Regions from separate parts of the Mus musculus genome. Here region 1 is linked to region 2. The links are chromatin contacts, called in public promoter capture Hi-C maps. All regions are on one chromosome and are shown on one strand. The core of a region is the stretch at or near the end of the contact, and the rest is flanking DNA. Distances in the headings are between cores, read along the strand shown. Region 1 holds the start of Rimkla (ribosomal modification protein rimK-like family member A). Region 2 holds the start of Ermap (erythroblast membrane-associated protein).

What was found. Promoter capture Hi-C pulls out the DNA fragments that hold promoters and counts their contacts.
Region 1: a promoter capture Hi-C map of pre-B cells shows a contact between it and region 2, with 2.4 times the contacts expected there. The contact joins the promoter of Rimkla here to the promoter of Ermap in region 2. A contact is called at or near these places in 1 of 39 promoter capture datasets (pre-B cells) and 1 of 9 other capture datasets (pancreatic islet).

What each region holds. Positions count from the first base shown.
Region 1 is chr4:119,490,592-119,495,230 of GRCm38.p6, reverse strand. Rimkla (ribosomal modification protein rimK-like family member A) reads left to right here and starts at 2,633. Exons shown (of 5, transcript NM_177572.4): 1 at 2,633-2,934. The coding sequence starts at 2,772.
Region 2 is chr4:119,188,282-119,192,823 of GRCm38.p6, reverse strand. It overlaps Ermap (erythroblast membrane-associated protein), which reads left to right and starts at 2,829. Exons shown (of 13, transcript NM_013848.3): 1 at 2,829-3,018; 2 at 3,881-3,965.

The sequences.
Region 1 (4,639 bases), core at 1,384-3,883, 300 kb before region 2:
TTCCGTGCTTGAGGAATTTTGATGCTAGAGTAAAACACCCATAGTGGAATACGGTATATTTTTAGGTTTTACAGCTGGCTTCTGGGAAGGGGGCTTCCAGGTTTTATAACCAGCATTAGGAAAAAGAATTCTGGTTTCTATACCTTACGTGAGGAAGAAAAGGCTATGGGTGTTACAAGGTCAGGAGGTCTAGGAAAGAATTTGTCACTGTTTTTCTTCCATTTCAAAGTTTTCTGACCCCTAATAGTATCTGATGGGTAATTCCATAGATGGCCTTTAGGGACAAGGCTACACAAGATATATACCAAGAGCTGGCATAAAACCAGGCATGGCAGCTCATGCCTTCAATCCCACTATTCAGGAGGTGGAAGCCAGAAGATCAGGCATTCAAAGTTATTCCTGGCTATAGCAAGTTCTATAACAGTCTGGGTTACACGAGACCCTGTCTCCAAAAGCAATAAAAATTGCTGTAGAAAATTGGACATTCCTTTAATCCCAGCCCTTGGGAGGGAGAGGCAGGCAGATCTCTATGAATTTAAGATTAGCCAGGGTTACAGAGTGAGACCCTTTGTACCTCCCATCCTGTCCTCAAAAACCATGCAACCTCAATGGTAAAGGCAGGAGAGGGCATCTGGCTTTGAGTGGAGCTGTGGTTAAATCGCCTTCTTTGAAAGTACCCATTACAAGGCACTGGTTACAGTTTCATCACCTAGAAAATGCATTCGGGGACTAGGGAGGTGCTTTAGCAACATTATTGCCTCAAAATATTTTTTTAAACTTCCTGAATACAGAACTTCCCAGAGGCATATCTTAGTGGACAGGACATTTGCAGTTCACCATTCACCTTCGCAGAGATGTCTTGCCCATTTAGAGATGTCATTGCTGAGTCAAGATTGAAACCATAAAATTTCTTTTGTAAAAGAGTAAAAAGAAAAAGAAAGGAAAAGGAAAGAAGGAAGAAATGCGTTAGGGAGAGCAAGAGGGCTGACTGAGTAGAGGTGTTGCTGGACAAACCTAGTTACCATGGAGAGAACCCATTCCCAAAAGTTGTTCTGCACACCCTGCAAGCTCCTTCTGGCATTCACGTGACCCTGTGCTTCAAACACACATCGAAGATGCACAAAACATCATTTAAACCGGGTGGTGGTGGAGCACACCTTAAATCACAGCACTCGGGGAGCCAAAGGCAGATCTCTGTAATGAATTTGAGACTAACCCGGTGTCTTAGTTAGGGTTTTACTGCTGTGAACAGACACCTTGATCAAGGCAAGTCTTATAAAAAAACAACATTTAATTGGGGCTGGCTTACAGGCTCAGAGGTTCCGTCCATTACCATCAAGGTGGGAACATGGCAGTATCCAGGCAGGTATGGTGCAGGCAGAGCTGAGAGTTCTACATCTTCATCCAAAGGCTGCTAGTGGAAGACTGACTTCCAGGCAACTAGGATGAGGGTCTTAAGCCCACACCCACAGTGACACACCTATTCCAACCAGGCCACACCTCCAGATGGTGCCACTCTGAGAATATACAAACCATCACATTTACAGAGTGAGTTCCAGGACAGAAACTACACAGGGCTACAGGGAAGCAGGGCTACAGGGAGACAAGGTTACCCAGAGAAACCCTATATTGAAAAAACCAAAATGATGATGATGATGGCGGCGGCGATGATGATTTCAAAAAGATGTTTTAAAGAGCTGGAAACACAACTGGCTAAAGTCAACCCCATAGTTATTTAGAAATGACTAGCTAGGAGCTGTGAGATGGCTCAGAGAGTAAAAGCACTTGCTGCCTAGCCTGACTTTGATCCACATGGTGGGTTTCAGGAGAACCAGATCCTGAAAGTTGTCCTCTGATCTTCACGATCAAGCTGTGGTAACAGGCCACCAGCTCACCTTGTGCACAATAAATAAATAAATAAATAAATAAATAAATAAATAAATACATAAATAAATAAATACATAAATACATACATAAATAAATGTATAATTAATTTATTTTCAAGAACCGAATACCAGGTTTCACGCTATTGTTTGCGGGCAGAATTTGCAAACGGCTAGGACCACGGACAGTATGTACAGAGGACTGAGTTGGAGGGCGGAGGGGAAGTGGGGTGTGGACTAGGAGGAAAAAACGCGCCCTAGGGGTTCCCCTAACTCAATATGGGGGTCTTAACCTGTTTTTATGACACTGGGGTTATGATGGTCAAGCGCTGGTGCAAACTGGGGTGTAAGAAAAGGAAAAGGATCTTCGAATTATCTAAATGAAGTATCTGGTTGCTAAGACCCAACTGCCTCCATCTCCCAGCCAGGCTGCAGGCCAGGATTGGGGCAGACAGATCGCTCTTCTAAGGGTCAAGTCCAGCTGCAGAGCCCCGCCATGTGACCTTGCCAGGCTGGGAGTTGTCTTTGGAAGAGGTTGGTGGTGCAACCAAGACTCGCACTTTTCTCTGGGGGAGCAGCACCGCGCCTACCCAGCCAGTGGCCCATCGGTTCCCGGGGTCGCCCCAGCCCCGCCCGGCCGCCGCAGGCTGCGCAGCTCCGCAGGCTCCGGGCCGGGTCCTCCCCGGGCGTCGCGACGTGCTGATTGGCTGGGCGGAGGCGGCGGAGGAGGCAGCGGAGGCGGCGGCGGCGGCGTCGGCGCGAGGCGATCCGGAGCATTCGCCGGCCGGGTCTGCAGAGGCGGCTGGCGCACGGCGCAAGCAAAGCCGCGGTGCTCGCCTGGGACGCGCCAGGGGGTCGCGCGGGCGAGCGGCCGCAGCTTCGGTCGCCATGTGCGCGCAGGTCTGGCTGCTGACCGACCGGCTCATCCGCGAGGACTACCCGCAGGTGCAGATCCTGCGCGCGCTCCGCCAGCGCTGCTCGGAGCAGGACGTGGGTTTCCGGGCGGTGTTCCTGGACCAGATCGCCGTCACCGTCGTCGGCGGCCACCTAGGTGAGCTCAGCCGGGGGAGGGAGGGAGGGGCACCGGGGTCCCGTGAGCCGGCCGCTCTCCTCCTTGAGCCCGGCTCCGAGGTAGCCCCTCTGCAGCAGCCTGAGGCCAAGAGTAGAGAAGATGCTTAATTCATTTAGGAGATGAGTTAATGGGGCATTCACATTCACCTGAAGCTAAAGGCACCAAACCTCACACTGTAGATTCTCCGAGCACAGGTGGCCTGCCGGATTGGATCCCGAAATTAAAAGAACCAACCCAGAATTCACAAAATTGCTCTTAGGCAGATGTTTGGGAAACTTTTCCAGTGGTATGTATGCTCCAGTGATGAACGCCCTAGGTAGAACACTATTCTCAAACTGGGAGCCTAATTATGGGAGACAGCTGAGAAAGATTGAGATCGTCTCTGGAGGGGAAGGGGCGAGAGGAGACGATTGATGGTTTCCATTAATTTGTCCTCCTCCCAAAGAATGTTTAATTCAGATTCCAAAATAGCCAAGTACTTCCAGGCCTCACTGGTCCCTTCAGTGCCGGGTCCAGGGCAATTGAGGTGGGAGGTTGGGGGAAATGGTTATTATCCCTGACTGCCTATTCAAAGCGTTCTGTTTATTCTTATTATCTTCAATACATGCCTGCTATGTATTGCTAAGCTATCCATGACTTTGGAAACTCGTATTCACTGGCTTACAGTCTGTGTTCTCGGTAAGCCCTCCGAGGTAGCCAGCTATTTCAGGGGGTCCAGGGCTGAGGAGGGTTGGGCCGTCTTGGATGCTTCTTGGAATGTTACCCATATGTCATCTTTAACTGGTTGAGTAGAGTTCCTTCTGCAAGGGTAGGGATTCCACATCCTGAACAGACTACTTACAAGTGAGGTTTTGAGTATGTGTCCCTAAGTGAAATAGCTCAGTTTTGTACATTGTTCATCGGTAGGTGTAGTTAAACCTTACTAGGTTCAAAATGCATATACTTTGGGAGTAGTTATATGCAAGCATTAGACACTCCACATTTCAAGTGGTGTGCTTAAGTGTAAAAATACCATTTTTTAAGTTTGGGTTGCTGAAACCCTCCTGATTGGTTAACGGTGAACGCCATTTCTGAACAGAGAATTTGAAGAACTAGATTCTTCTTACAGCTTTTTTGTTGCCAAATGTCTCGGCTTTGCTTTGTGATAATCACTTTGACTTTGATTTTAGGGTTTGGTTTGGTTTTGCCTTTTCACGGTTAATTTTATGTCTATGGGTGTTTTGTCTCCATGTATGTCTGTACACCATGTGCATGCAGTACCCTCAGACGCCAGATGAGGGCATCATATCCTCTGGGAACTGAAGCTATAGTTGTGAGCCACCATGCAGGCTCCAACCTGGGCCCTCTGGAAAAGCAGCCAGTGTTCCTAACCACTGAGCCCTCTCTCCTGCCCCCATCTCTTTGAATCATGTATGTCATATTTAAGTTGAGATTCTCCAAGCTTGAAAAGCTTTGGGTTCCATATTTAAGTGGAATGATCAGTTATATTTTGGTGATCTAAAACCGGTCATTAATATATACTTGTGTCCATTCCCAAGATGAGTTTCCTTGTTTTCTTTACAGCTTGTAAAAACATCCTTTTGAGAGACGGTAGTCAGATTTTCCTATTGTTTGTCAGTCTTTACGTGTACATCAGCACTTCTGAAGATGTTCTCTCTGAATGTATAAAACTTCGTGTTAAAGA
Region 2 (4,542 bases), core at 1,580-4,079:
ATCTACGATGGGGTCTGATGCCCTTTCCTAGTGTACCTGAACAGAGCAATGGTGTAATTTTATACATAAAATAAATATCTAATTTAAAAAAGATGAATGAATGAGCTGTTTTTCAGCACTCAGGAGGCAGAGGAAGGTGGATCTTTGTGAGTTCAAGGGCAGCTAGGGTTACATAGAGAGACCCTGTCTCAAAACAGAAGCAAGCAAATAAACAAACAAAATGGATGGAAGAGTAGCTATAATAAAATTCAACACAACCATTAAAATAGCACAGGAGATTTATGATATAATACAATGCTTTTCAGACAGGCAGATTCCCTAGAGCGTGATAACCAGGCAACCTAACCACTTCAGAGGGCCCAGATTCAGTAAGAGACTCCGTCTCAAAATATAAGGTGGAGTTCAATTGAGGAAGACACTTGACATTGACCTCTGGCCTCTACACATACACACACACACACACACACACACACACACACACACACATACACACACACACACACAACCATACACATGCATGCATACACACCCACGCACGTACACACCATTGCTTTAGTATATTAAAACTTAAAAAGCCACAAAGAACATATATTGTCTAATCACCGTATTTTTTAAATATTGTTTTAAAACAGAAAGTGGCTGGGCAGTGGTGGCGCACGCCTTTAATCCCAGCACTTGGGAGGCAGAGGCAGAAGGATTTCTGAGTTTGAGGCCAGCCTGGTCTACAGAGTGAGTTCCAGGACAGCCAGGGATACATAGAGAAACCCTCTCTGGAAAAACAAAACAAAACAAAACAAAACAAAACAAAACAAAACAAAACAAAAAACAGAAAGTGGGAGAAGGCACAGCAAAATTATTAATAAATCTTGTTTTATTAGTAGGGCTTACAATTGTCTTGTTTAAGCTTTCCTGTATTTTGTGAATTTTTACAGTGGATATTTATACTTCAACAGCCAGGAAAAAGTACCAGAGTCAAGCGCTGGGATGAGTGTCTATAATCATAGCACCCAGGAGAACCTCAGTGTAAGGCCAGCGTGGAGTATGCAGGCAGACTCTGCCTCAAATAAAGGAGAAAAGACAATAAACGTTCTTTAATAGTGCCTCGTTCAGGAAACCACAGTTATGTAGCTGGAAGTCCAGACCTTTGTCAATAAACCCCTTAAAGCAAAGCATGGTGGGCCTGAGTTTGTAAATGGCTGTACTACCACCACTCACGAGGCAGATGCAGGAAGGTTAGGAGTTTGAGGTCAACCTGAATTATGTAGTAAGATACTGTCTGAAAACAAAGCAATTAAAACTCGGGAGAAGGGACATAGACAAAGACTGAGTTATGACTCAGTTATGACTGTCAACAGATGGGAGACGTAAGCTCTAGCATTCTAGGGTGAGTACATGTATGATTGTTATATATTCAGGTTAACTAGGAGAGAGAGCAGTTGGAGGTTTCCTAATATGAATGATGATGATGAGGAGGAGGAGGAGGAGAGAGAGAGAGGGAGAGAGAGAGAGGTGTGTGTTGGAGATGAACACAGAGCCAGGTGAATGAACTAGCGCAACCCACCTCCATTCCCAAAGCAAAGTGTAAGACAAGTCCTTTAGTGCAAGGATTTACAGAAGAAGATCTAGGAGAAGAAAAGGGTTTCTTTAGTCCGGGGAACAAGTGGGAAATCTTGGAGGAGTTATGTAGTAAAGCTGGCTCAGGGCTCCTCCCGTGATGCCTTACCTACAGTGAACTTTAGGGATGACCACAGGCCACGAGCCTTTGCATAGAATCTCAGACAGTAAGCAAAAAAGCTTCTGGAGCTCTACAGCTTGCTGACAAGTCTCAGCTACACTGAAAGTGACAGCTCAGCCATCAACAGGGGACACAGTTCAGGCCACCACTGGAATCTGCTAGATTCGAAACCCAGTGATGACTGAAAAAAGAAACCCCGGGGACTTCTGAGTGACCAGTGCATTTTTATAAAAGTCCACGTGCATATTTGGTGTTGCTGTGAGTACAATCGATATGAAGAAGGCTAGTCAGTTGGGGAGGGTGTGACGTGAGAGGAGGGGCGGGAAGCAAGTTGGCTTGTCTGGAAGCATATATCAAGGTGTAGCTGGAGATAAAAGCCGTGGCCGGTTGGTGGGTATCTTGAAACCAACCTTCTAATTTTTAAGTCAAAATTTAAAAGTTAGTGTACAAAGGGATGGGTTTCTTGGTGGCAGTTGCATATGTACACATCATTACACTTTGTTCTTATTCATTCCCCCACCCAGTGTCTTCTCACACACTCCCAACCCCTTCTTACTGCTCTCCCTCCTCCCCAATGCTCCTCCCTGTGCTTTCAAATTGCCCGTATTACTTTACTCTCCCCTGGCCTTTTATGGTTTCTTTCTCCTCTCCCATGGTCTCCTTTTGACTTTCATAACCTACACGTGCTTACACACACACACACACACACACACACACACACACACACACCCCACAAACCCCTAAACATAAATCCCACATATGGGAGAAAACTAATCTTCCTGAGTCTGCCCTATTTCCCCCAACATAATGGTCTTCAGTTCCATCTATAAAGCTTCTAATTTATGCTTATTGGGAAGTACAAGAGAGCAAGCCTTCATTTTTAAAAAGGAACAATGGAATCAAATTTTAGGAGTCATGGTTGTCACCAAGCACTGGGGGAAAAGAGAGTTGGGGTAAAGGTCCTTCTTTGCCGAGGCAGTAGACGGGTCCCTTGCTTTTGGGGAGCCTCCTTTCTGAACGCTCGCTTTATCAGGGGTGGGCAGACAGGGCGTTGCTTGTTTGTTTATAGGGACAGTCAGAGGCCCTCTGTGGGGTAGACAGAGAGAACCCTTGGCTTTGAGACTCTGGCATCAGACTAGAATATGAACTTTTTGCAGACCCATCTCTTGAGATCTTCCTGGCACTCTTGCCCGATGTCAGACCACCCTGCCTGTGGGGAGCCCAGTGTTCCCAGGTAGGAGGCCCCAGCTCTGCCGCTAAAGGACACAATCTCCACCTCAAAGGTCAGTTCTCTTCGGTCTCTTTTCTTCCCTTAGTCTGTTTAGTTCTTTAAATTTCTCAGGATCCTCAAGTTCAGTAGGGAAATAATCTTTCTTTTTACAAAGATCATCTTAAAGGACAACATGGGACAATGGTTAGCTGTCACTTAGGAGCCTCGAATCCAAGTTACCAGCGTGCTGTGCCGGTTCTGTCTAAGACTCTTACTTATTGTCACGGTAGTCATTAATAATACAGCAGATGTGCAGTTCGGCCCCACCATCTGCTGGGTCCCGGGCTGGGCCATATCAGGCTGATCATTTATACATGTGTAGGGTCTTCATAAGTTGCTCAAGATTGGCAAGAGAATGTCTGTTGGAATCTTTTTTTTTATTTGTAAGCTTTAAAAATCAAACTAGTTCAAACTTAAAATGTGACTGATTCTGACTGAAGGAACATACTTTCAACTTGTGTCATGGGGAAAAATGGCTACTATATAAAGATCTATTCAAGCTATTAAGAGACAATAAGTCAAAGAAACAGCTTAAAAATATTATTTTATTATAAAATTGATTAAAACTTTATTTAACTTGATATATTTCACTTAAGGCAAGGCTGTGGGAAAGCGAGAACTTTTATGTTGACTGATTGATTGATTGATTGATTGATTGATTCATCCCTTAGGACAATTTGATGGTGAAAACATTCCTATTTTAAAATTAGGAAACTCAAAGCCTAAGAGTTAAGCAGTTTGCTTTAATTTACAGTCTCATTTAGTTGGAGACTCTGCTACAACCCTTAGGACTAAGACTCCTAATTCTAGCCACCAACCACTGTCGTCTGTACTGATGATCAACCATACGGAATTATTTCTAAAAATTCTCACAGGTCTGTGTTGGAATGCTGAAGCGGCTAAAGAAACATGTGGTGGCGTGGAAAATGTGTGTAATGCCACACTCACGGAAGATGTCAGGTATCAAAGCAACATGACGGGTTTATGCTTTTAAAAAAGATTTATTTGTTTTTACTTTATGGGGACAAGTTTGTCTGCTTGAGTGAATGCGTGCTTAGTGCCTGTGAAGGTCAGAAGAGGGCATTGGATCCCCTGGAACTGGAAGCTACAGATACTGGTGAGCTGCTATGTGGGTGCTGGAACTGACCCAGGTCCTCTGCAAGAGCAGGCAGTAGTCTTACAAGCTGAACCATCGCCCCAGCACCCCCGGGTTGTTTTCTGATAACTGAAGTGATGGGCAGGGTGGGAACGGGTGGAGAGAATTTGGAGGTGATCTCCTCTTGGACTGCTTGCATTTTCAACTTCCTCCTCAGTGTGGCAGGACAGACCACGCTTCCTCCTAACTGCCTGCAGTTCAGGCAATAGCAAGTGGGTGGGCAGAGCTTCACTAGGGAACTCTCTGGGGTCTCCCACCGCTAGAACACACCGTGCTTTGCACCTCTGAGCTATGATATCTCCGTTGAGTTTAGTACACATTTATCAAGCACATTTCTCCAGGCATCTACAGCCAGTGCTCGATGCATACTCTCCTCCTGAA